Regions from separate parts of the Mus musculus genome. Here all the other regions are linked to region 5. Evidence: chromatin contacts called from public HiChIP or PLAC-seq data. All regions are on one chromosome and are shown on one strand. The core of a region is the stretch at or near the end of the contact, and the rest is flanking DNA. Distances in the headings are between cores, read along the strand shown.

Evidence for each region. HiChIP or PLAC-seq counts read pairs in DNA pulled down with a chosen protein or histone mark.
Region 1: an H3K4me3 HiChIP or PLAC-seq map of the 230-238 cell line shows a contact between it and region 5, with 46 read pairs. The contact joins the enhancer-like site here to the promoter of Lef1 in region 5. A contact is called at or near these places in 17 of 39 promoter capture datasets (the 3T3-L1 cell line, 3T3-L1-derived adipocytes, the C10 cell line and 11 more), 3 of 15 datasets of contacts at CTCF or cohesin (CD8 T cells, large pre-B cells and pro-B cells), 54 of 484 Hi-C or Micro-C datasets (B cells, the C10 cell line, the C2C12 cell line and 24 more), 37 of 115 datasets of contacts at active chromatin or transcription factors (the 230-238 cell line, CD4 single positive thymocytes, CD8 T cells and 26 more) and 3 of 9 other capture datasets (adipose tissue, embryonic stem cells and liver).
Region 2: an H3K4me3 HiChIP or PLAC-seq map of craniofacial prominence shows a contact between it and region 5, with 2.7 times the contacts expected there. The contact joins the enhancer-like site here to the promoter of Lef1 in region 5. A contact is called at or near these places in 4 of 39 promoter capture datasets (liver, maxillary cranial neural crest and pre-B cells), 3 of 484 Hi-C or Micro-C datasets (CD8 T cells, DN3 thymocytes and the N1E-115 cell line), 18 of 115 datasets of contacts at active chromatin or transcription factors (the 230-238 cell line, the SCID.adh cell line, craniofacial prominence and 13 more) and 3 of 9 other capture datasets (adipose tissue, liver and pancreatic islet).
Region 3: an H3K4me3 HiChIP or PLAC-seq map of embryonic forebrain shows a contact between it and region 5, with 3 times the contacts expected there. The contact joins the enhancer-like site here to the promoter of Lef1 in region 5. A contact is called at or near these places in 3 of 39 promoter capture datasets (the 3T3-L1 cell line, 3T3-L1-derived adipocytes and liver), 6 of 484 Hi-C or Micro-C datasets (the C2C12 cell line, CD4 T cells, double positive thymocytes and 2 more), 13 of 115 datasets of contacts at active chromatin or transcription factors (CD4 single positive thymocytes, DN3 thymocytes, the SCID.adh cell line and 9 more) and 2 of 9 other capture datasets (adipose tissue and liver).
Region 4: an H3K4me3 HiChIP or PLAC-seq map of embryonic stem cells shows a contact between it and region 5, with 19 read pairs. The contact joins the promoter of Hadh here to the promoter of Lef1 in region 5. A contact is called at or near these places in 1 of 39 promoter capture datasets (pre-B cells), 3 of 484 Hi-C or Micro-C datasets (embryonic stem cells and regulatory T cells), 4 of 115 datasets of contacts at active chromatin or transcription factors (the SCID.adh cell line, embryonic stem cells, pancreatic cancer cells and 1 more) and 3 of 9 other capture datasets (adipose tissue, liver and pancreatic islet).

What each region holds. Positions count from the first base shown.
Region 1 is chr3:130,891,356-130,895,864 of GRCm38.p6, forward strand. No RefSeq gene overlaps it. Among named protein-coding and RNA genes, the nearest start is that of Gm36520, 42 kb to the left of the region's middle. Within about 2 kb of position 3,031, at least 11 of the 459 cell types and tissues checked have an H3K27ac peak or open chromatin away from gene starts, as enhancers often do. A contact at or near this core is called in the 230-238 cell line, CD8 T cells, the MNK3 cell line and 3 more, where this site is marked.
Region 2 is chr3:130,920,011-130,925,296 of GRCm38.p6, forward strand. No RefSeq gene overlaps it. Among named protein-coding and RNA genes, the nearest start is that of Gm36520, 71 kb to the left of the region's middle. Within about 2 kb of position 3,766, at least 27 of the 459 cell types and tissues checked have an H3K27ac peak or open chromatin away from gene starts, as enhancers often do. A contact at or near this core is called in the N1E-115 cell line, the SCID.adh cell line, craniofacial prominence and 2 more, where this site is marked.
Region 3 is chr3:130,959,855-130,964,916 of GRCm38.p6, forward strand. No RefSeq gene overlaps it. Among named protein-coding and RNA genes, the nearest start is that of Gm36520, 110 kb to the left of the region's middle. Within about 2 kb of position 2,462, at least 29 of the 459 cell types and tissues checked have an H3K27ac peak or open chromatin away from gene starts, as enhancers often do. A contact at or near this core is called in embryonic forebrain, where this site is marked.
Region 4 is chr3:131,268,474-131,273,389 of GRCm38.p6, forward strand. Hadh (hydroxyacyl-Coenzyme A dehydrogenase) reads right to left here and starts at 3,628. Exons shown (of 8, transcript NM_008212.4): 1 at 3,403-3,628. The coding sequence starts at 3,534.
Region 5 is chr3:131,106,415-131,111,685 of GRCm38.p6, forward strand. It overlaps Lef1 (lymphoid enhancer binding factor 1), which reads left to right and starts at 3,883. Exons shown (of 12, transcript NM_010703.4): 1 at 3,883-5,264. The coding sequence starts at 5,058. Gm36603 (a long non-coding RNA gene) reads right to left here and starts at 1,564. Exons shown (of 3, transcript XR_376077.3): 1 at 1-1,564.

The DNA.
Region 1 (4,509 bases), core at 1,781-4,280, 220 kb before region 5:
GGTCCTGGTTAGTTCATATTGTTGTTCCACCTCTCAGGTTACAGACCCCTTCAGCTCCTTGGGTTAGAGCATATCTTCTTGCTTCGCCTTAATTTCTTTTTCTTGCCTTATTGCACAGCCTGGCAGTATACTCAACAAAGGGAGCAGTAGGGGGCAGCCTTGCCTTCATCCTGATTGCAGGGAGTCTCAGCTGTACTCTACCTCTAGGGCAGAGACAGCTCTTCTGGCCCTAGAGATTTTCTCTTTGGTATTGTTTTCTAACCTGGACTCTTACCCGGTAGACAAGCAATGCTTACAGGAGCTCCCAGTAAAGTGTTTTGTGCTGTGATGGAAGAGAGTCCGAGGATCAACTGCCCCCTTGCTCCAGTGGCAGCTGTTCTACCAGACTCCACACTGTACTGTGGGGGACACTGTTAAAAAAATACCTGCCAGCATTTCCCAGGAAGCACTGAGGAGGCTTGTAGAGAAAAACGTGAATGCCTTGAACTTCAGCGCTGTAGGGTGCGTTCCATTCTTAGCCCCATTGGCTCAACCACATGCACATCGCCACCCACCCTGTGGAACTCCTCTGATGTGTGTCCAATTGATTCACCCTTTGTCAATACAGAGTTGCCTCTGGTTCCTGGCTTCACTTAAAGAGTGATTTGACAGTGTTCCCAGTCCTTGATTTTATAGGTCAAGGAAGAGAATGTCCTCAAATTCCCTTCAATAGAAAGCCCAAACCCCTTACTTTCAGGTAGAGAAGTGTGTCTACAGAAGGGTGAATGATATATTTATACAGTGAATCAGAACTGGGTGGGAGAAGGGCCTTTGTGAATCTCAGGCTATCGTGACCAGAAGGAAACGTGCATTATCTTCTGGGACACTGCAGTGTCTCTAGCTCTGGCATTCAACCCTTCCCTGGACACTTCCTTGTTTCTGACAGCTTCTGGCAGCTTTGCAGGATTCTCCTGATGTGGGTTCTTCACCCAGGACTCAACACAACCGTATTTCAAAGCCATCTTCTGTTATAACCTGTTCACTTCTGCTTCCAGGAATCTTATCTCTCAGTTCTTCGTGGACATTTCCATCCTGTGCACAAAGGAGAGAGCTCACTCAGTAGGTGACATGGTGACATGGTGGCTGGAGGGCTGACGAAGTCCTATTGAAATGTGGCCCTCTTTCCTCTGTGAGATGGCACATCTGGTCTCTAACTGTGCAACAATCACTGCACGAGCAAAAGGAGGACCAATGTGCTATGCAAAGGGAGCACTGACCAAGAGGAGGTTTAGAGAGTGTGTGTGTGGCTGAGGCAACGGGATGCACACTTTGACCTCCTAATCTAGTCAACAGGCCCTAGATAAGAACCACAGATCCAGTTACTCCTGATAACAGGGCTGCAGTTGCCACAGTCCCAGAGTGCAGAACAAAGGGGATGGAAATTAAATCTCAGTTTGGGGTTAGAAAGAAAGAAAGGGGGGGGTGGCAGGGAGAAGGGGAGGGAGGGAGGAAGGGAGGAAGGGAGGAAGGGAGGAAGGGAGGAAGGAAGGAAGGAAGGAAGGAAGGAAGGAAGGAAGGAAGGAAGGAAATAGTGACAACATTTAAGACATAAACATAAGAAGATACTTAGATAATTCACTATATGAGAATCTGGAAATAAATATTCTACCTAAGGCGGGCAGAGAAGTTGCTCTGGGCTGTGTGTGTGTGTGTGTGTGTGTGTGTGTGTGTGTGTGTGTGTGCAAGCGTGTGTGCACACATGTGCATGAGTGCATGCATGTGTGGAGGTCAGAGGGCAGATGTAGATGTTGGCCCGTGCCTCCCACCGTGTTGGAGACAGTTGTCTCTCTGTGGATCACTGTTTTATGCACCAGGCTAGCTTTTGTGGACTCTCCTGTCTCCAGCTCCCTCTGAACTGCAATACAGGTGTGTGTTACTGTGCCCAGCTTTAAGTGGGATTCGAAATGACACTTGAAAGGTTAATGTTATACCCATGGAGACATCACCTAAGTCCCAAGAGCTCTTACGTGGCATTCATCAATAAATCTCCAGACAGTCTTATAAGATGGATTCTTGCCCCACGTTCTAGAGAAGAAGAGCAAGGTTCACAGAACTTATAGAGTTTGCTCAAAGTTGCAGAGCTAGGAAATGTTTTTTTCTTCTTCCATAAACCATGCTGAGGAAGGCTGTTGGAGTCCCAAAGTCTACCTCCTTCAATTTCCTTAGGCAGAAAAGAGGAAAGTAAAAGCCAGGGCCCAAACCCTTCAGTCAGGGGTTGTTTATTGCAGAGGCAGAACCAAAACTCCAGTTCATTTACATTTAGTGTAGCTTCTTTCACTTGAAGAGATGAAACAGTTGGGCTTCAGTGAAGAGTGAGACTGAAGATTCCCGTTCTCCAGCCTGTTTACCTACGCTCACAGGTAAGGCTGCAGCAAGCTTCACTTAAGTGTGCTGGAACCAGTCTGTCTCTTGGAATGGTCCCTCCACATGACTCTAGTAGCCAAGTTTTTAAAATTGGTGTATATTTATGGTAAAAAGGGGAAGGAGGCCATTATTATATTTTCATATGCGTGTGTGCCATGTACTTTAGTTTTAAGCCCTCCCCCACTGCTTTTGGCTGTGTCCCTTCCCTTCCTTAGTAGGAAAGGTCTCTTTCCTCCTAAATCTGTCCTTTCAGTTCTTTAAAACAACAGCTTAAAGCTCAGAGATGGCTCACTGGGGAAAAGGCACAAGTTGCCTTCCAAGCCTGACTACCTACGTTTGATCCCTGGGACCCACATCGGGGAAGGAGAAAGCTGACTCATACGAATTGATCTCTGACTTTCGTGAATGCACAGATAGATATCCTCTACAGAAATCAATGAAACTGCAAACAGAACACCCTCGATTCCCCATAGAGGAGAGAACAGATCTGTCCTCCCCAATGTGGCTTGTTTCACTTGCGACATTCTCTGTTCTAGCCAGCTTTCTGCAGACGGGATAATCTGTTCTCTGCACTTCTAGCATCCGGTTTCAGGTGTGGTCACACAGACTAGGTGGACCTCTCATGAGTCCTTGTTTCCTGGCTTCTATCTGTCCTGCCTGCTAACCACAGCCTCTATGCTCTTCAACCAGGTCGCTGAGCAGGTTTCTAAGAAAAGAGTGGGAGGGAAAAGAGAAGTGGTAAAGAAATACTACACAAGAGAAAATGTGAATCCCTCAAAGACAGAGCGGGTCACAGTGGGTGTGAGCAGAAATAGCACAGAGCAACTGTGAGGCTTCACCTATGGAAAGGGCTGCACTTTATGACCTGGGATGTTTATGGTCTAAGACGTGATTCTTAGTGCTTCAACCACACACACACATTGTCCTTTACAATGCCAAATAAAAGGGAAATAATAACACCTTATGTTTGTGTATTGATTTATAGCTTACTAAGCACTTTTATGGCCCTGATCTTATTTGATCCTTGCAATAATGTTGTGAAATAGCTAAGGAAGGTTGTTATTAGTTCCACTTTACAGATTCGGAAACCAAGATTTTGAGAGAATTAGGTGAGTTGCTCAAGATCCATGAGGAAGGAAGTGGGAGTCAAGGTTGGTAGCTGGCATTCGAGACAGGGCAGCACTCTGTAAGGACTGGTGAGGGACCACAAGGATCATTCCAATTAAGGACTCAAGTCATGGTCTCCACAAGTGCAAAACTGAAAGGGCGCCTGAAGGCATATTGATATGCCACAGTAAGAGGCTAAGAGGGCCCAAAGAAAGCCTGAAGAGAGGTGCGCATGTGTGTGTGTGTGTGTGTGTGTGCGTGTGTGTGCATGTGTGTGTTGTTCATGCGTGCAAATGTGCATGTGTACCTACCCATGCACGTGTGGAGACCAGAGTGCGATGTTTGGTGTCTTCTCCATCTTACTTTCACAGAGCTCTCAGGACCCATGTGTCTTCATCCCCCAATGCTTGGGTCACAGTTGTGCAGCCGTGCCTGGCCCTTTGCACGGCTACTGGAATTCCACATTCAGGTGCTCATGTGTGCAGCATGTGTGTACTTACTTGCTGATCCATTGCCCCAGCCTGAGAGGTACAAATGCCATTTCTACAGAAATTTTTTAATAATAGAATTCAAGTCCAAGAAAGCCTTGGAAAGGCCACAGGTAGTTAAATAACTTGAAATTTGCTTCAACCTACTCAGGACTAAGTAAAAAAGTAAGTAAATAAGTAATTGATCAATAAAACAGACAAATAAATGGAAATCAGAAAATATACCAGAGCTGATATTTCTGGGTCTTTGAAAAATATTACCAAGTGTTTATAACCTTATACACAAATAACGTCTGCATTAGGAGCTAAAGTGATGGCTTAGCAGTAAGAATACTCTGCTCCTGCCAGGACCTGGGTTCAATCCCCAGCACCCACGTTTATGCATCTCACAACTGCCTGTAGCTCCAATTTCCTGGGGTCTTATGCCCTCTTCTGGTCTCTAAAGGCACTGCGCGCGCGCACACACACACACACACACACACACACACACACACATACACACATACACGTA
Region 2 (5,286 bases), core at 2,516-5,015, 190 kb before region 5:
GTCATCTTTCATGAAGGTTCAGTGTCCTAGTTCCCTTCTCCCCAGGAAAAACGACACGGGAGCAGGTCAGGGTTGCTCTGGGTAAAAGCCTGTGAGCCTAAGAGCTAATCCTGTACATGGCTCCTTTACCTGCACACTGGGGATTTGACCTCTATCTCCACTCTCATTAATATGGGTGGCCTATTGCTCTTATTAAAAGAAAAGGGGGAGATGTTGGGAGCCGCCCTCACATTTGCCATTATAAGATGGCGCTGACAGCTGTGTTCTAAGTGGTAAACATAATCTGCACACGTGCAGGGGCAGTTTTCCCGCCATGTGTTCTGCCTTTCTCGTGATGACAACTGGGCCGATGGGCTGCAGCCAATCAGGGAGTAATACGTCCTAGGCGGAGGATAATTCTCCTTAAAAGGGACGGGGTTTTGCCATGCTTTTTCTCTCTCTTTCTCTTGCTTTCTTGCTCTCTCTTGCTCTCTTGCTCTCTGGCTCTCTGGCTCCTGAAGATGTAAGCAATAAAGTTTTGCCGCAGAAGATTCCGGTTTGTTGCGTTCTTCCTGGCCGGTCGTGAACGCGGGTAAGAAGGGATTTGTCAGCAAAGACTCTTGGTAACTTTCTTTTGACACAGTGGCAATGTGGGCGTTGTCTTGCTTTCTTAGTATATGGGGTAAGGCATGCAAGTCTTCACCCTGTCCCCAGGACAGGAAGTGAGAGACAAACGACAGCTGTGCCTCAGGTGTGAAGCTAGAGAAGGGACTACATGGAAAGAGTATCCCGTGTGTATCGAGCAGTGTCAGGACTTGGTTTTGTAGTGTGTATGTATGTGTATGTGCATGCGCATGCGTATGCATATGTGTATGTATGTGTGTATGGTTATATGTGTATGTGTGTATGTATGTGTGTGTAAGTATGTGTGTATAGGTGTGTGTGTATGTGTGTGTGTATGTGTGTGTAAGTATGTGTGTATAGGTTTGTGTGTATGTGTGTGTATATATGTGTGTATGTATAGGTATGTGTGAATGTGTGTGTATGGGTATGTATGTGTACGTGTGTATATGTGTGTGTATGTGTGTGTATGGGTATGTGTGAATGTGTGTATGTATATGTATGTGTACGTGTGTGTATGTGTGTGTATGTATGTATGTGTATATGTATGTGTGTATGTATATATATGTGTATGTGTGTATATATGTGTGTATGTGTGCATATTGTGTGCATGTGTGTATGTATGTGTATGTATGTGTATATGTATGTGTGTATGTATATATGTGTGTGTATGTGTGTATGTATGGTGTGTATGTGTGTGTATGTATGTGTTTGTGTGTGTGTGTGTGTGTGTGTGTGTGTGTGTAGAGCTGGACCTAAAGGCTGCTCACATCTGCCAGCCCTCGATCCTTATATGATAGAGCAATCTCAGATTGAATCAGTCATTTTAACAGAAAGACTCAGGGAAGGGATCCTAAAGACCTTCCCAGCAGTACTTTGCACATTAATCCTCTTGCATGTATGCCAGCAGGAGGTGACGCAGTGGGGACAGTTATTTTTGAAGTTTGTGGTCCTGTGGAAGGAGCCTGAAATCTGCCAAGTCCTTGTTCACTCGGGTGTTCTGAGAGAGGCTCTTCTCACCTCATGTCTGTCCTGCTCAAGGGGCATAAGTACCTCCCTCTGTCCCTTGCTGAGTTCAAGCAGGGGGCAGCTTGCTGATCCAGGTAGAGTGCATGCATGTGTGTGCACACACACATACGTGTGCCGTGTACATTAAATGTGAGAGAGGGTAGAGATCTGCAGCCCGGGTGTGGTGAAGAGGGGCTGAGGTTGGCATGGGGGAGAGATGAGCAATTGCAGGCAGGCAGGCCTTGCAGGACCCCACCTGCTCTTTCTTCTTTCCTCCCAGTGTTGGTGCAACATGAAAGCTGTCTGCAGGCTTATGGAGCTAAGTCTTCGGTGCGCAGAACTTGCTGTCGCACGGAATGGGCTTTTCCTCAGTGGGAGCTAATGCTTTCATGGTGTCTCCTTTGTGCTTTCCCCAGTTTAAGCCCAAGTGAAATCTAATTACAGGCAAGGCTGCTAACAGCTGAGGCAGGGACTTGGCCGCCTTACCCTGTCCTGTCTTCCTGTCTTGGCTTTGTGCTGGTTCCTATTGCCTTCTAATCATCTGTATCGCTCTTCACTTGCCAGCCTTGGAAGTGATAAGGACATTGACTGAATCCAAATTCAATTCCATGTTTTCTTAAAGGCAATTTTAAGACGGGCTACACTTGCTGGTCTCCCAGAGGACCCAAGTTTAATTCACAGCACCTACTTTGGGTGGCTCACAACTGTCCTAAACTCTAGCTCTACCTGGATCTGATACCTCTGGGCATCTGCATTCACAAGACTACGCACACATGCACACACGCACGCACAAGCACACTCACATGAACACACACTTTGAAATAGTAAAACAACATCTTTTTAAAAAAATAATAGCAGTAAATAAAAAGGGGGAGGGTGTCTTGAAAAGTAGCCCACTCTACTCCAAAAAAAGAAAGCACCTTTAACAAGGCAGTGTGTGTCCAATATGAATAGAAAAATATGGTGGGTTTCCGGATCTATAGACTCAGGAGTTACAGGCTCAACTGTGCGCTGGCTTTGGATGTAGCAGGTATGTTCTCTACCTCAGGCTTGCTCTCCAGGAGAGAAAACAAAATAATCACACCTACTAATCTCTGAGTGGCAATTGGTGGATTTAACAGTGCCCTGAAAATGAGTCTTTTCTGTTTTACGAAGCACTTCATTCAAAGGCTCATTTGGCTAATTAAAAAAAAAAAAGCCATTTTTCACTTGTGTTTGAAGCTAGCCCATTATTCTTTTGCATTTGGTTCCATCCAGTTTCCCTGGAGCTGGGATTGCTTCTGAGGACGGATGGTCCGTGGCTGTTACTAGGAAAGGGAGAGCTCATGAATTCAGACCATCCTTGATGATGAAATGAACTGTAATCATGCCCGAGATCAAAGTGCTTAAGGAGCAGCAGCCCGTGAGTGGGCCATAGTGCTGTGGCCTGGCTCGCTGCAGAAGAGGATTAGGAAACGTCACTTAAGTCGCCAGAAAGGTTTCCACAGACTAGCATGCTATGCATTTAGTTGTTTATGAGATTCCTGAATGAAAGGCACTTTGGACTGACACATGAGTCTCCCTCAGAAGAAACAGTGCTAGCAGATATCCCCCACCGGGAGAGAAAAGGCTTTAAACTAGCGGCATTAGCAAAAGCGAAGCCATTCTTAACTCCTGGGCAGGGAGAAGACCACGGGATGAAAGATCCTGAGAGAAAGGGACGCAGAAGAAGCAGACAGGAGCGTGCCTCTGTCTTTCCCCTGTAGCTTCAGAAGCACAGATTCTCCTTCTAGGGAAAAGCAAATCTCTCTTTTTCTACATGGTGAACTTGACGCAAACCAGCCCCTGGATTGAGGCAGGAGCCCCTCCCTGCCGGGCCTCCTAGCAGCAAAGATGCGGGCCGGAATGGAAAGCAGATGCGGTTCAGAAGCGCTCCAGAGCTTTGCCCGTCTTGAAAAGATGTCAAGGAGTATTTGCGTCCCGTCTGTGGAAAAAGCAGAGACCGTCTCTTGAAGGATGAATGAAAAATGACTACAAAGAGTTAATTTGAAACCAATCAAGCCCCCAGGTTCATCTACTGCTGCAGAAATCCTTCTAGTTTAATGATGAATCATTTTCAAAGCAGCGCCGATCCTTTGGAGGGGAATTCCGCCTCTCGCAGCTGTACAGTCTGCCCTGAAGTGCTGTGCCTTCTCGCCCACCTGCTCTTTGCACAACAGCGTGGACTTCCCAGGACTGAGAGTGTGCCAAGCTGGCTGAGCCCTCACAAGGGCATCCTCAGCCTCCAAGCCCCCGAGTGCTGGGGGACACATATCCCAAACTCTTAGAGGCAGGCAGAGAGCAGCGTGGTAGAGCCACACAACCATGCTGCAAATGCCACAGAGTCCTGGCTTTTCAGAGAACCCGCTCGGATTCTCTGTGGTAGATCTGTTAACCTAACTGAAGCAATTGCCTTGAAAGTAATACTTGCTAAATGCACTTATTTAAAAAAAAAAACACTTGAAAACCCCTAAACAAAATTCCCATTTCATATTCTAAGTGCAATCTTTGACGCCACTGAAGACTTTGGTCTGCTTTAAGTGGGGGTGGTGCTAACAGGCTCTTGTTCTAAGCTGTGACTTTTAAAAGCTCTCTTAAACAAAAACAAACAAACAAACAAACAAAAAACAAGCAAAAAACAAACAAGAACAAAAACCCCATCTCCATTGAGTAGCTCATGGCTCTTGTTTCCTCTTTATCCAAATTCCACCCATCAGAATGTTTAGAAATTCAAACACATTTGGTTATCGACAAAGAATTTGGAGACTAATTTAATTGGAAAGAATTTGGAAAGCACCTTTAACAAGGCAGTGTGTGTCCATTTTTGCCGTTGAGAGTGTCCGTAGTTCCATCCCACTGGGAAGAGATTCTGAGACCTGGCCCTTGACAGTGAAATGCACCTCGTTCCCTCCTTTGACAAGCTCTCTTCCCGCTGGAGGCATCTGAGAGCCACTTATTTCCTTTAGTAGCAGAGGAACTTTGGACCGAATTACCTGTTTTCCTGGAATCTAATCATCTCTCCTGAACTGAATTTAGCTCAGTGCTCGAGACATAACTTTATCTCCATCCTCAACCCTCTCCCAGGTCTCCCCCAGCTCACCTCGAACCTCAAACTCAGGGATAAACAATGCATGTGGCTCTCTTAGCTGGTGACGCTGTTATGGATCCGTAATGACGACATAAGACAGGAAGCTGGATTTTATTGGGCCTAAGTGAATAAGATTTGACATTACCACCCCGAGCATCAGAATCTCACGTGCTTTCTCTCCACCAGTCTCTGCCTGGCTGTAAAGAAGACAAAGATCTCTGTTTACGCTGTGGCATCCTATAATTTAGAAAACTATAAAATGCAGCGCATGAGTGTTACTCAGACAGCACTGACGGATCATCGGGAAGAGCTGCCCTCAGCAGAGTATAAACGTGTACCTGTCTGGCAGCCAGCCAGCCAGCATGCCCACAGCCCCAGGCGGATGGGAGGCATTCCATTCTTGGGCCTACTCTTCAGCTCTCTGCCTTCTTCCAGCCTCAGGGACCTTCCTGTCACATGAGGCAGCTACCAAGCTGGCAACCGTGGCAGACACAGTGTGTTACAGGGAACATTTCCAGACCACAGGGAATTTGGCCACATGACACTGAATTCACTGCACCTTCACCCTCACC
Region 3 (5,062 bases), core at 1,212-3,711, 150 kb before region 5:
CCACAAAACAACTGATCTACAGCTCCTCTTTAGCATTAATTTCACTCTGACTCTAATCAACTTTATATAGGACTCGAATATAATTGTTTGCTTTCTGGCTAGCATATCTATGAAAGTCACTTCTGGGCCGGTACTTTATTAATCTAGCTTCAAACATCACTCACCGTTTGGAAAGTGTAAAATGCACCTTACGCAGTGCAATTATCAGCTCCACTCTGGTTGTGCCTAAGAAGTAGTGATGGAGATTTTGGGTGTGCCGTCCTCTTCTCTCTTCCGCCAGCCTTCTGTACATGAGCCCTGTTGTACAAAGAGGGTTAACTAAGGACCTGACATTGTTTAATGAGCCACTTTCCTATTGGCTATTTGGTCTTTCTGAACTTCCCTTTTAGCGAGTGAGGCTCTGGAGAGCAGAGCTTAAGGACTATGGGAATCCGTTGGTTTCTTCACCTTGTGGCTCAGATTGGGTGACTCATGTTCTCCAGGCATATTCTGTCACCTATAACCGGGTGTATGAAGATCCCAGAAGGTGTATAAAGAGTAATTAATGTGAGGAGAAAAAGCACTCCACAATCAATAGCAGTTAATACTTAAACAGCAGCAATAACCCCTAAGTCCCAGAGACACAAACAAGTTGGGTCAGGGAACAGTCTTTTTGTAGACTCTCTTGTCTACAAACATTCCCTTGGCCAAGACAGAATTCCCTCATAGCAAATCAATCTGACAATTTCTAATAAAGATAGATGGACATCCCTAAAGACCTACTGATTGTGTATGTTATATGTATATATACATATATATGCCATAGACAAACACTATATAGAGACAGAGCACACATACAAATGTGTATTTAATTTAGTATTTTTTAAAGTATGAAATGTTGGAAATAGTCTAAAAGCCTACCAAGAAGAAAACTGAAGAATAAATTCATGCAATGGACATGTATGTTGCAGTTATAATTTATGTATTTTGCTACAAAGATGTATGACTATGAATAGACCCTGTTAGTGGTAGACATGTGTGTTCAGTATACCATTTATATAAAAGCCAAGAATTATAGAGCCCAGTTCTTTTGCATACAGATATAGATAGACTTTGTCCCAGCAGTATATGATTTTCAAAAGTATGCATGTGTCTAACGAAAGACCAAGTTTAGAGTAGTGGTCATCTCTCTAAGCATCACTGGGATGTAAGGAGAAGTTGGCTGGGATCCAGTAGCTCAAAAGGAGGTCTCTAATGGTCTGTTTGTTAGGAGAATATTGAAATAAGCCTGGCAAAAGATAATAGCTCACAGCTTCTCAGAGCATTTGTGAGATTTGTATTGGTTTCTGGACTTGGCTTATGTCTGAAGTATGAAACTTTTAAAAATTGTATTTATTTATTCGTTTGTTTGTTTATTTTTAAGTGTGGCGCTGGAAGTATGCCAGGTAAGTTTCATACCTTTGAGCTATGGCCCCATCCTTTTTAGAAATTTTATTATCACTGACTTCCTCAGTAGGGTGTCGATCTTACTCTGTTGCCCCAGGCATGCCTTGAACTCACAATGCTCCTGCCTCAGCTTCTTGAGTAACTGAGTATCGATGTGACCATGTCTGGCTCCCAAATGGACCCTTTATCGGTAAGTAAGCCTAGATGTTGTTGCTTCATTTATATACACTCCAGGGGATGCTGGCCATTATTTTTCCCTTCCTAAGCCAGCATAAGGCGGAGACAAACTTCCAGGTACTCTTATGATGCACATATATCAGACTACAGTGTGTATACCAAGCACTTACTACAGGCTACACTGAAAACTTAAGTACTTCCAAGGGGACAATCTTATTTTAAGCCCCATTTTGTAGATGAGTAATTTTCAGAATTTTTAAGTTCAAAGGGTCACTGATATTCCCATTACAGGATGCGTGGAATCACTACACAGCAGCTCTCTAACCCTGGCTGTGTCTCCCCAGAGAAGCATCAGTGCCCCTCTCACCCCCACCCCCACCACCCCACCCTCCCACCCCCGGCCCAGCCCTGAGCACTGCGTGCTCAGGATAACACCCTGGTGAACTTTCCTGTCAATGGGACCTTGACTCTGGAGTCAGGTCAGCTGAGGCCTCTCACCCAGACAGCCCATCAAGTGCTGGCGTTCATTCACACTTTTAGATCTATTCAGCAGCAGGCCCAAAAAAAGAGATGTTGAAAATCCCATCAAAATCTCTTCCATTATGTGGCACACTTTGTTAGAACAGAATGCGGGGTTCGGCTCTGCTGGACCACATCGAGTTGGTCTATATGGAGTATCGCATTTTAGATTCAAATCCCTGTTAAACCCTCTGCTTAGGCTCGTGGTTAACAATATTTTTATATCTGTCTTCAGAGATGACAGGCAGCCCAGCTATCCAGCAGGCCCAGAGGCCTCTGCGCCGCTGCTGTTTGTAGAGGCAGGCTCCGTGGATGAAAGGCAGAAATCCCACCGCCCCAGTGTCTTCTGATTAGCCGGGAGAAAAGCTGAATGACAAACATCTTTCCAATCTGCCTGGCCCATGCAGGGAAATGGGGCAATCTGGCCTGAAAAGGGATTTAGACTTTTGTTGTGTGAGAGGGAGGGGGGATGGAGAAAAAGCGCTGATTTAAATCCGCCCACAATGCATTCCCACTTGGCGATCTCTTAGATAAGAACAGCCTGGCTGGGGGGTTCAGACTCCCGCCTCGCCAACAGGGCTTCCCTCTCCTGCCTCACCAATGGGCAGTCTTGGCCCCCAGGCAACGTCAAACACTACGGAAGTGACCATCCGTGGTTGTTCAGCACGCTTGCTCTTTTAGCCCGAATCTTAGGTGTTTGTGGATGAATAAAACCGGCCTACAACAGATGTTTCAGTAGACTTTCTAGGCTAAAATAAGCATCAGTCAGTCGTAGGTTATAGGCTACCTGTTAGGTTCTCTGATGCTTTAATCACACCACTGAGTGTTAGTGTCAAAATAGTAAGAGATGGTTCAGAAAAGAAACACGAGGCTTACGTAGCAAAAACCGAGGTAAATTTGTGATGAGTTTGTGGGAGACATTTCATTAAAACTGTATTTTCATGTCTCCCCTCCCAGTAGAGAGAAGAGTTCCACAGATATTGAAATCACAGGGTTGCTGGGGTTTAGAGATATATATTCCAAAAGCCATATGGACAGAAATGCTATACTCTAATAACATTTATTCTTACTCAAAGCAACAGTCATCTTTTTTTTTTTCTCTGCGTACATTGAGTGTGGCCACTATTGTGCAGGTACAATAAAAGGACCGCCCCTATCCTAAAGGTAGGCATGAGGCTAGCGCTGCCCACAAAATGGCTGCCAGCTTCACCCTCCCCCGGGCACCTGGGTCAGTCCAGGGGTGTCTTGCTCTGTTGGCATCAGTGCCAAGCTCCTTCAAATGCAATTATCAAGACAAGTCTTCAGCGACCTCTTATTGCTGCTGTATTTGGGAAACAGCATTCAGATGCAGATGGGCCTAAAATCCCATCAACTCATTCAACCGTGTGTGTGTGTGTGTGTGTGTGTGTGTGTGTGTGTGTACACTCACTCACTCGCGAGCACCCATCACCCAAGTATTTGCACTGATTTAAGTGCTCCCTAGAGCATTTAAAACCCCCACTGTAAGAAGTCGAAATGAGGAGGAACGCTGATCCCCCCCCCCCCCGCAGGCAACTTTGTCAATTGCTTTTGTGCTCTTATAAATATTTCATAGCAAATATTTAACATGATTCTTTCCCCAGTCGCCTCCGCTTTGAAATGCTTCTCAAAGTGAGTTCTCCATTAACAATAGCTTGATGCAGCTTTCCCCCTTTCTTCTCTTAAGCACAGGGTCTGCTGCCATAGCAGCACGAATAGGTTTTTTCTTTCTTTCTTTCTTTAATGGAGAAGAAAAGATACTTTGCATTAATTCAGTAGTCCAGGAAAGTGGGGGGCGGGGAAAGGCGCAGCACATGCGCACCTCGGATTTCCAATGGGGGGGGGCAGCTACAGTTTACCTTGCCCTCCCCTCCCCCAGCGAGCCTGCGATTATCACCCAGCCGACATTAGAACTGTAATGGGAAGTGACACGTTTATGTAAATGATCCACGAGCGGATTTTGCTCTTGTAAAACAGAGCAGTTACTTTGGGCTTTCTAATTATTTCATGCCTTGTGGTTCTCTGGTGGGGCAGAGACGAACTACTTGAAAAGTGGTCTATGATTGACAGACTTCTGTCCCCCTGGAGCTCATTAGGGCTCTGGCTTTCAAAGATGGGAAATAACCCTAGCAGGCACCATAAAAGGGGAAAAAAAGAAAAAGAAAAGAAAGAAAGAAAAGGAAAGGAAAGGAAAAAGGAAAAGAAAATAAGAAAGGAGGGATAAAGATTCACTCTAGCACCAACGACACTGTAGGTGTGTTTGTTCAGAAGTACGTCATGTTGGGGAATTGGTGCTGCCAGGAAATGGCGCTTTTGTCTTCTCGATTCATCCAGGCTCTTTAGTTATGTGTTTCTGGTTTCTAAAACCTACATTTAGAGCCACCAGGTATGGTGTAAAACACAAAGGGTACAAAATAATGCCACCAGGATTTTTAACCATGAAATCGTACCGGACTCTAGTCCCTGTTGTCACCCTGAGGACACAGCATGACCAGTTCCTTAGTCAAATCAGCAGAGAGTCAAGGAAAGGAGCCATTAAGTGGACTGATGGACTCTGAGGCCTGGGATAGGAGGGAGATGGAAAACTCATTTCTTGGTTCTGGGAACGCTGGCATGCCTTGTTCATCGGCTTCCTATTGCTGGCTTAGAAAATGGAGACACACCTGCTGTCAATGTTGCTCCAACTAGACTGTATTTCCCACCTGATACTTCCTTAGGGTGGAAGCACAGGGTCTGGAGAGAGCAGACAGTACCATTGGGTATTAGAGTGTTGGTCAAAAGGCTTGGCCTCCAGGATAGTGGCGACAAGAGGCTGAATGGAGGTCCGTAGGACACAAGAGACATTGTGCTGAAAGCTCCTTCCTCTTCCTAACCCTGAGGTGAGATGAACATTTGCCTCTAAAGTTTGCCCTCACCGCAGGCC
Region 4 (4,916 bases), core at 2,378-4,877, 160 kb after region 5:
TGGTTCTCTCCTACCATGAGGCAGGGTCTCTCTTGTGGCTTCTGCCATGATACATACTCCAGGCTGGCTGGTCTTCTAGCTTCTAGGTGACTCTGCTGTCATCACCTCCCATCTCCATGTAAGAGAGCTGGGACTAGCCAGCACATCCTTTGCGTTTTGAAAAGGACACACATGTTCAAACACACATACACACAGGCACACAAACCACACACGTTTGGTGGCTTTGGTCAGATGAACTTACTCCTGATCTTCACAAGTTCAAATATTCTCCACACCCCCAAAAGTGTGAGATGTAGACCACATTGTGCCAGAAAGTCTCTCAAACCTTATTCCTGGTTGGCCCAGTGGCTGCACACAAGTCATGTAATGAAGTGTATGAGCGCTCTGGACAATTCTTACAAAGACAGTGGGCTAAGCCGTGCTTAGAACTCTTCTATCAACCTGAGAAGCACACAGCTTGCAGCTTCCTCTTTCTCTCTCTACAAAGCAAAAAGCGATCTGTCTCCACTCAAAGTTCATTTAATGATACAAGCCATTTTGCCTCAAGAGAAATCAGCAGTGAGAGCCACAGGCAAACACATAAAACAAGTCATTGCTCTTAAACATTAACCTGCAGGCTAAGAGGTTTGGTTTGGGTTTTTGTTTTTTTTTTAATTTAAAACAAACAAAAAAGGGCAGGCAATGTAGACACTCTTAGAAGGTACACAATCACTAATGGCCTATACTCTGGCTAAATGTAACTAACCCTGGACCTCATTTGTCTAAAATTACTTAACTATTTGATAAAATGCATTGGGTGCGTACAAAATGTATTTACACCCCTTTCCATCCCACTCAGCACAAAATGGAACACGCCGATTAGTTAAAACTACAAACAGACTCTCCACTGACTTAGACCATTTCATAGAGTTCAGAAGAAATGGCAGCTGAATGTGTGATGCAGGGTAACCCTGATGCTACTTCGAGTTTGTACTTTTATGGCTTCACTTGGGTGGAATAATTAAATAAAAGGTGCTGTCCTTCTCAGCAGCTCGTGAGCAAACTGCACTGTCTGTCAGCTGGGATCTGTGTCAGGGTTAAGCAAGATATTTCCTACCTAAACCCAAGGCTCCTGCCTCAACATGGAGATCAGGAACAAAAGGGGCCTGAGGCTAAAAGGACAAGAGGACAGATGGCAGCAATGGTGCCAATGATCACAATGACACTTCTGGCTTCTTGGAGCTATATGCTATGTGTGTGTCAGTTAATTCCTTTATTGCTTTTCCATATTCCTACAGACCCTCTGCTCTAGAGAAACTGCAGAGACCAAGCAACTGCTTTACTGTTTCACCAACATGCAGATCGCCCAACTGCCTGCGCTCAGCACATGAATTCATCACTCATCCCTGGTACCAGAGGCAAAAAAAAGATTTACTACCCTGAACCAAAAACTGTCCATTATGGATTTTTTTTTCAAAAAGGAGACGGCATGATGGGTGGAGAGATAACTCAGCAGTTAAGAGCATTGGCTCCTCTTCCAGAAGATCTGGGTTCAAGTCCCAGTTCTCACATGGCAGCTCACAACTGTCTGCAACTATAACTGAGTTCCAATTTTAAGAAAGGAAGGAAGAAAGAAAGAAAGAAAGAAAGAAAGAAAGAAAGAAAGAAAGAAAGAAAAGAAAGAAAGAAAGGAAGGAAGAAAGGAAGGAAGAGGGAGGAAGGAAAGAAGAAAGGAAGGAAAGAAAGGAAAGAAAGAAGGAAGGAAGGAAGGAAGGAAGGAAGGAAGGAAGGAGACAGCACTAACTAGAACTGTTTGCTGCAAGGCCAAGTATAAGAAATGGACCATCTAAACCACTGGAACATAGTAGAGCTATTAATCAGGAAAGCAGTTTCCCCTGCAGGATCAGAATGGTCACCTAAAGTGACCCAGAGGAATGGCTGTTCCTTATGAATGCCCACTATTTAGATGGTGGGTGTTTGTTACACTTTTATTCAAAAAGTTCTGCTAGGAGTTGCATAGCTTTTCCTCTCCCCGCTTACATTTCCATAGGAACTCCCTGATCCAGCTGCTCGAGTATTTAATCCACAAATCCCTGATGCCCATCCTTGTCAATCACTTTAATCCACTCGTCTCAGGTCAAAGTTCGAGCACCTTACCCAGTTAATTCTAAGTGCTTCCCGTGCTTCAACACACTTTCTTTGGATAGACACAGCATCCACAAGACACAGCATCCTGCATTTGTGCAAAAGCTGCTAGATGCTTTCTAATTAGTTTCGAATCCAAAGCAGTTTGGGGGGAGGGGAGGAGAACCCTATTATCTTGTTAATAAGATGTTGCTTAAACATTGTTTAAGGGATACATTGTTTTTCTTGGACCTGGACAACCAATCTCATTCCTCACAGCCTTGAGTTTTTGTGGTGCAGAGGGATACAGCAGACTAGCTATATTTTCTCCAGCATAGCCATGTATGGTTTTTGTTGTTTAATTTAATGGACTTTGGAAGGAAGTGCAGTCAAGGCTAATAAATAGCAAGCATGCAAGTGTGCATTTGGTTGGGAAAAGACACTGACCTGCGAATACCCTCCCTAATTAAAATTAGGTAAGCCCTTCACTGCCACAACACTCAAACTGCAAAGGCCTCAAAAGATACGAATATAATAGCAAGTTCATGGAAAAAGATCAGAGCTCTCTACTGTGTGTAGGAAGTTAACTCTTAAGAGAAAATGGTACTACAGACATCGCAGTAGCCAAACTGCACAGTTGATTTTGAACTGTGCCTCAGCTGGCACCAGGCAAAGTCCCACAGAAGCCGATCAGAGATTAGAGACGTCTCAGAGCATAAACTATGCTTATCTCTGTCGCCCACTCTCTTGAGGTTCAGAGCTGGACAAGCACGCAGATTTCAGCACCGGGCACTGGGTCAAAGGTCAAAGTTTCCTGGCCCAGGCCTGGGCGGAGTCCCAGCAACTCCACAAACTCCCACTAGGTGACTTTCCAAACTGTTACAAAAGTGAAGGCCAACGAAGGAAACTTGTGGGAGAGGCAGGACACTTGGAAAGAAAAGTGCCCAGACCAACACCCAAAGAACTGTAAAGAAAAAAAGAAAGAAAGAACAAAGAAAAAACTTATCAGGAAAACTAAAAGAAACCGCAGCCCAGGTCTTGGCGAGCGGATTCCTGTCAGATCCAGGCAGTGAGCAAACACTCTGCAACTTTGCACGCACAACTGTGCACAGTTCAGCTCCAGTGTGCACGCGTGCACCAGCGCGCTCCACCGAGCCTTCCCCGGCCCGGCAGTTAGTTGAGAAGCATGCACGTAAGGATCGGGCCGAAGGCTGTAGTTCTGGGACACTGAAGCATGCTGCACCTTCTCGGACTTCATCAAACTATTTCCACCACACCCGGGGCGCGAGGCCCGCTCACCTGCGCGATGCCGGCGCCCATCAGCCCGCCGCCGATGACGGTCACATGCTTGATCAGGATCTTCTTGGCGGCCGCCGACGCAGAGGAAGAGGAGGACATGGAGCGCAAGAATTGCCTGGTCACGAACGCCATAGCTCAGTGCAGCAGCCGAGGAGGAGCAGTGGGGACAGCGCGAGAGGTCCCGGAGCGTCGTGGGCGGGGTCGGCGACGTTGGGGGCGGGGCCTCGAACACGCCCCACCCACCCGCCTCCTGCACAAGCTGCAGGTCCACCCCGCCCCCCCCCCCAGAGGGCGGTGCCAGGACTCAGGCCAGCATGGACTCCGGCAAAGCAGGGACCCACCAAGAGACAACCTGTAGTTGCCTTCACAATCTGGTGGGCTGGAGTTGTGATCGTGAGAATTGTGTTTAGAATGAGGACGGTAACCCCGGATAGAGAACACAGGAAGGGAAAGCCTGGCTATTGGCCAACTTTCTGCCTAGTACTGTGCTAGTGATAACAGAATTACTGCTGGTTTTACTTCTAAGCGTTCATCTGGTGCCCCCAAACTCACCGTCCAGAGGAAAGCCATCCGCCTTTCACCCCACTGGAAGAAATGATAGTTAATCCTGTGTGCAATGAAGCTCCCTGCAAAAGTCTCATCTGTGTCTCACATTCTGCAGAATAAAACTAACTTCCTGTCTGAATGTTAGAGCTCGAGTCCAAGTTCTCTCGGGCTGTTTCTAGTTACCCACCTCTGTATCTAACTTAGGTTACATCGAACTTAAGCAATGTGTTGCCTAGCAGACCACTTGCTCCCATCCGTCCCAAACTAAAACAGTTAAAACAACAACAACAATAACAACAACAACAAAAACAAACAAACAAACACCGGCATAAAACCCTAGGAAAAGAATTACTTGTTCCACTGTAACCTGCCTGCCCAGGGTCTTCAGCAATGTTCTGTAAGCCGATGGCTTTATGACCTTCTTGCTCTGTAGCTATAAAAAGTTTATGTAACTCTGTCAGCAGTGAACCTTGTCCTTCAGAATTGTTTCCATGCCTGTTCCCTGCCTCGGGCTCTTGCATGTGGCTGGGAAGAGACTCTCCTGCACTCCCTTTGAAGCAGGGGCTATGTTTTGCATTGACCCTTTGAATCTTATTTTTATATTTAATTCTTCAAAATAAGCAAAGCCTACTGAGTGCTACATTCCAGCCAAGTCACAAAAATAAAATAAAATAAAAGATACTAGGAACGGAGGTAGAAGGCTACCCACAGAAACCCAACAGCTTGAAGAATGAACACGTTTATGAAGGAAGGAAGGAATGTGTACAGCAGTCTGAGGAAAGATGCAAGACAGAGAGGAGAGGCCCCTATGGCTGAGTTGCCACTGAGAGAGGACAGCACATTTCCAGGAGGCTTGATGAGAGGGTTGCAACTCTTAGTTGTCATTTGGAAAGATGAAGTATAATCCAAGTTTGGTGCTGTGATACTATAATTTTCTCTTTCTTTCTTTCTTCCTCCCTTTCTCTCTT
Region 5 (5,271 bases), core at 2,633-5,132:
TCCTGATGCTACGCAGGATCTTCGGTGCGGGATCTCGGCTTCCCGGTGCAGAGCCAAACCCCTGCACCCCCTTTTAGTTCATTCTGTTCCCCTGAAATCATTCCCTGGTCCCCACCACTGCCTGTCCTCAGCCACCCTCAGGTCCGCGCTGCTGTGGCGTTAGGGGCAGGCACTCATGCCTGGGGTTGACGTCCCACAGGGCAGAGTGGACAGTGTTCCCTCCACCCTGAGAGGAGGGCCGTCCACTCTGCTGACCGCGCCGCCGATCCCGTGCGCAAATTACCGCGCCGAGCTGCAGACGCCAAGGGGCGCCGGGCGCGCGGAAACCGGGCGTCTGCAGGCGCCGGATTGGAGAACGAGGGTTTCACGGTCCCACGAGTTTCCTGACTCTGGAGGAAGGGGCTTTGGGGTTTTGTTTTTCTTAAGGAGGAAGAGCCCCTGGGACACAAACTGCCACTTCCCTCGTCCCCCTTCTCCGAGACGTCGGTTAAACTGAAGATGCCCACAGACTGAGCGTCCTGCTGAAGCTGGGATGGAAAACCGAGGTCTCGGTTCCGCCCCTGGAATCACATGAATTCGTTTTTCTAGTCCTTTCTCGCCTGTCTCTCGGAGCATCCTCTTCCGTAGGCCCCGCCACCTCCTTCCTTTGGTATCCCACCTAGGTTGCAGCTGGCAGAGCGTCTAGGCCACACAAAGGGAAGACCTGGGGCCTGAGCTGATGTTAGGACCTAGGGGACAGAGAGGGCCGTGCAGGAGAACTGAGCTTCTCATCCCTGTAATTAAGGACTCTCCGGACTGTCTGCAGAGCACTCCACGTGGCTGCAAAATCTCTAAGGGAGGGAGGGTCTTCTTGTGTGGGTGTGGGTCACTCCCCCTGTTCCCTGCCCCCACACCCGCTCAGCGCACTGGGCTCTGCGGGGCAGAACGGCTAACTCTGCTCCCCGCAGCCTGGGTTCCGGCTGGGGTTGGGCGCCTTGCCCCCAAGACTCTATCAACCTACCCCCACTCCCCAGAGGCATAGCACTGGCGACAGCGCCTTGAGCAAAAGGAAGTGTTGATATAAAACAAGTTCGCTCCCAAACTAAACCCAAAGCCACCAGGAGGAGAAAAACCAACAGCAGCGCAGCCAGCCCTTAGCAATTGTTTCACGGTCGGAATTAAATCACATCAAAACGCCCCCCTGAAACCCACATCCTGAAGGAGCAAACCTACTACAGCCAACCTCCAGTGGTTCGCTAGAGTTCATATGAACAACCTGCCTCTACATCCGAGGAAAGGGGGCGGCGAGGCTGCTCCTGCGCCGCACCCACCACATCCCAGACCTAGGATCCCACTCGCCCAATCTCAAGAAGCGAAGAAGCTGCCGCTTATGCTAATAACAGCCCCACAGGAATTAGGAGAGACTGCCCGGCGGCTGGAATGCTTTTGCCAGGAAGGCGAAGTCCAGAGACACCACTTCCTGGGGTTACTTCGCCCCTCCTGTGACTCCTTGTATTCTAAGAGAGACTACTTCACAGGGAAATGTCAACCTCCTTTACGGACAGATCTTTAAAACACGTGGGCGCATGGTTTTAAGGGTAGCCCTGTTTAAGGTTTGCAACATTGCTAAAGACAGCACACTGCGGAGACCACTCACGCAGAGCGAGGCCATTTGGAGATTTCGTTAGAACCAATGCTTCCAAAGAGGGTTACAGCAAGGTACCAAATGCAGCCACTTATTCCAGCCCTTGTAATAAAGCATTTTCACTAGTCATTGCTCCAAAAATTCCCATCTCGAGCTCCTAATCTCTGGGACACCTAGAGCTGAGCTTCGTATGACTCACATAGTACAGATAATTAACGCGAAGGAGAAAATGAGAATTCGAATTAGTTGCAACACTTAAACAGGGAAGATGTAGACTCGTCATTTAATCTCCTCTTGGCTTTCAAAAAATACCCTCTGGCTATTCTTCTTGCCCCCTCCCCCCTTCTGGGTTTGATGAAAAGGACCGGTCTACTCCGACTTCTTTGATGAAGCTGCATCTTCCAAGGGTTCTTGTGCTCAGTCAAATTGGCTCACTCAGAGGAGGAATTCTGACTTTGTTAAATTTATGTTAGCAGGAGCTGTAAACGTCTGAAACTATGTCCCTTTGCTCTTCACCCTATCACACTGGAGGCTGCATAGATTCACTCTAAAAATGGATTTATTCCCAACCTTCCTTTTATTCTCCCTGGTACCCTGAAGGAAAAATGCCATTTTTGGCTTTTGTAAGGTATAGTCTTGACAATTATTTAATTTTTAAAGAAAAGTTTTTGTTATTCTGACTTCTTTCACCAGCCCCTTGTTGTACCTAAATCTATCAGATTACATATGACCAACCACGTCCTATGCAGCAAACCAAACTATACATATATTTCAAACATATATATATATATATATATATATATATATATATATATATATCCACCTCCTAGCCAGCTCCCAAACTGGTAGTTATCAGTAAGCAAAGTTTTAAATGCTGACTTAAAGAACTGTTAAAGTCTACAATGCCCAATAGCCCACACTTTCACCTTTAAAAGAGAGCTCTTGTCCTAAGCGTTCTTATGTAATGAAACCAACACACGATTCGTTGGAGTCTTATTTTCCATTTAAGTAAGATGGAGATACAATTCTTCCTGTTTACTGCTCCCAGGTTCTACAGATGGCTGCCTCACTGGTCTAATGATTTTGCCTGAATATTTGACTTGAGGGGAGGGGTTGAGAGCTAAAAGACAATGTGTTTCCAAACTTAAGCCCCACTTACACAGTGACTTTCACAAAGCGTCGCCCTTAAAAGTCCTGTCCAAAATGCACCAAGGAGACAGTGGGAACCGGAGAATTTTTGAGGTTTGATTCGTATTTACATCCATCCTTTAAAGGTCCCTTTCAGCGGAGTCTCCAGGATGTCAGCAACTGCCCAGTGCTGCCTGCCTCTCCTAGGTTGTTCTTCTCCCTCCTTTTGGGATGTATTTTCCTTTTTCTACGAGGTCTCTACACGCTGAGTCGAGAATCTCCAAAAACCCACGTTCATTCGGTGATAAAGGCACAATGAATGTGATAGCGTAGAAGCGATATTTAAGGCTCAGTCTTCATCCACACCCTTCTTACTGATCCTTCCCCCCTGGTAAGCCTGGAGATTTTATTTTCGCTAGGGTGGTGTGCCCTTGTCTCCGAAGTGTGTGTGATTCACGGTTAGTAGAGTCACAACTCTTCTGTTTGCCTTTGCTGAATCTCTTCTCTCTGGTTAGGTGAGCAATGTGTTACATTTTCTCCTTTTCCTTCCCCTAGTCCCTAATTCTCGCCTTATTCCCTCTGTCAGAGCATCTATCAATGTGGTGTCGACCACAGCGCCAGCGGCTTTCTCTTTCATCTTCCTCCCCTTGCCTGAGTGAGGGGGCTAGAGTGGGCGGCGGGAAGGAGGTTGAAGAAAGACTGGCAAAGGACTAGAAGTGAGGCGCCGGGGGCGGGGTGGGGTGGGGTCGGCAAGAGAAGAAGAGATGCTCAGATGATGAAGTTAAGCCATTCCCGTAGTTTCTCGTCAATTTTCACGTGGGCCACACTGTTCTTTGGGGTTGGGTTACACACAGCACCCAGTCTATCTTCAGGTTGTATGGTGTCGTCCCCCCCCCCCCAGGCATGAACAGGCGGGCGCAAACACATACGCACCCCCACGGCGCCCCCCCCCCCCAAGTATGACTCGTCCTTTGGGTGCTAGGAAATGAACTAGGGCTGGGGGGGGGGGGAGAGAACCTGGATCTCCTCCTCCTCCTAACAGACTCCCTCCTCCCCACCCCTCCAGCAGGCAGCCAAGGAGAGCAGGAGGCGGGGGAGGGGCGGGGGAGGAGAAGCGACGCAAGTGAATAGCTTTGCAGCGCCGGCTAGGCGCGGCGAGGAGAAGCGGTGGGAAGGCGCAACCGCTCACCTGCGGGGCAGCGCGCACCGGAGGGACCGGGCTGCGCTTTCGTGGGCCCTGGCATTCGGACATTCCCGGAGCCTTGCAAGCGGCTACGCTCCGGGTGTTCCCCGGCCGGTCTGCCCGGAGGAGCCGAGGGGCCACCGGCAGCTCTTTGCTTTGACCGAGGGGAGGCGGGGAGAGAGGCGAGCCAGGCAGAAACTCGAGCCGGGAACAAAGAGGGATCGGGCTCGAGTGTGTGTGTGTGTGTGTGTGTGTGTGTGTGTGTGTAAGTGTGTGTATCGGCCCGAGCTGCGGGCTGGAACATTTGGGCCCGAAGCTCCTGCTGTGACTCCCCAAGACTCCGCCGTGCCAGCCACCGCCGATTCCCAGCGCTCATCATCACAAACTTTATTCTTGGCAAACTTCTCTTTTTCTCCCCTCCTCCTCCGCCCCTCCCCCTCCAGCAGATTAAATGCTCCTCCAGAAGGAAAACCGAAGCGAAAGGGAAGGAAAGAAGCTCTAACGCGGACGTCTGCAGCCCGGTGGCTCTTTATTGTTTACTCTGAAGGAAGTGGACTTTTCGGTATTTTCTGATTCTTCTCGTACCTCCGCTGGGGCAAAGGGAGCCTCTTGGCCCAGCTCTCCTCTTCTCAAAAACAAAACAAAACAAAACCCCAAATCACCGAAATCAGCATCCGAGGAATCCGTGGAGAGGTTTTGCACGGTGACGCACCACGGGACCCTCGTTTGCACTTTGGCAAGTCGTGTCCCCTCCGGAACCGGTGTCCTCGAAGCACAGACCCCAGCAACGAGTGCGGCGTGGGGTGGCCACCCAGCCCTGGCAGCCTAGCCTAGTGCACGCGGAGCGGCGTAGACGCTCTCAGAGGCGCCGGCGGCTGCCGCCCTCGCAGTCTGGTGCCCTTCGCCCCAGGGCCGGGCGCCGGCGTCCTTCTAAGTGGGAAAGCGCGGCAATCGCAGAGGCTCCTGCAGCTGCTCCAGCCGTGGGCCCCTCGCTTGCCCACCCGGCTTCCATTCACAGTCCTCCCGCACTCAGTCTTCCAACTCCCCCACCTCACATCGACCCTCCCTTCTTGCTGTCTCGGAGTGCTCCCGCAGCGGAGCGGAGATTACACAGCCGCCGGGATGCCCCAACTTTCCGGAGGAGGCGGCGGGGGGGACCCGGAACTCTGCGCCACCGATGAGATGATCCCCTTCAAGGACGAAGGCGATCCCCAGAAGGAGAAGATCTTCGCCGAGATCAGTCATCCCGAAGAGGAGGGCGACTTAGCCGACATCAAGTCATCTTTGGTTAACGAGTCCGAAATCATCCCAGCCAGCAACGGGCATGAGGTGAGTG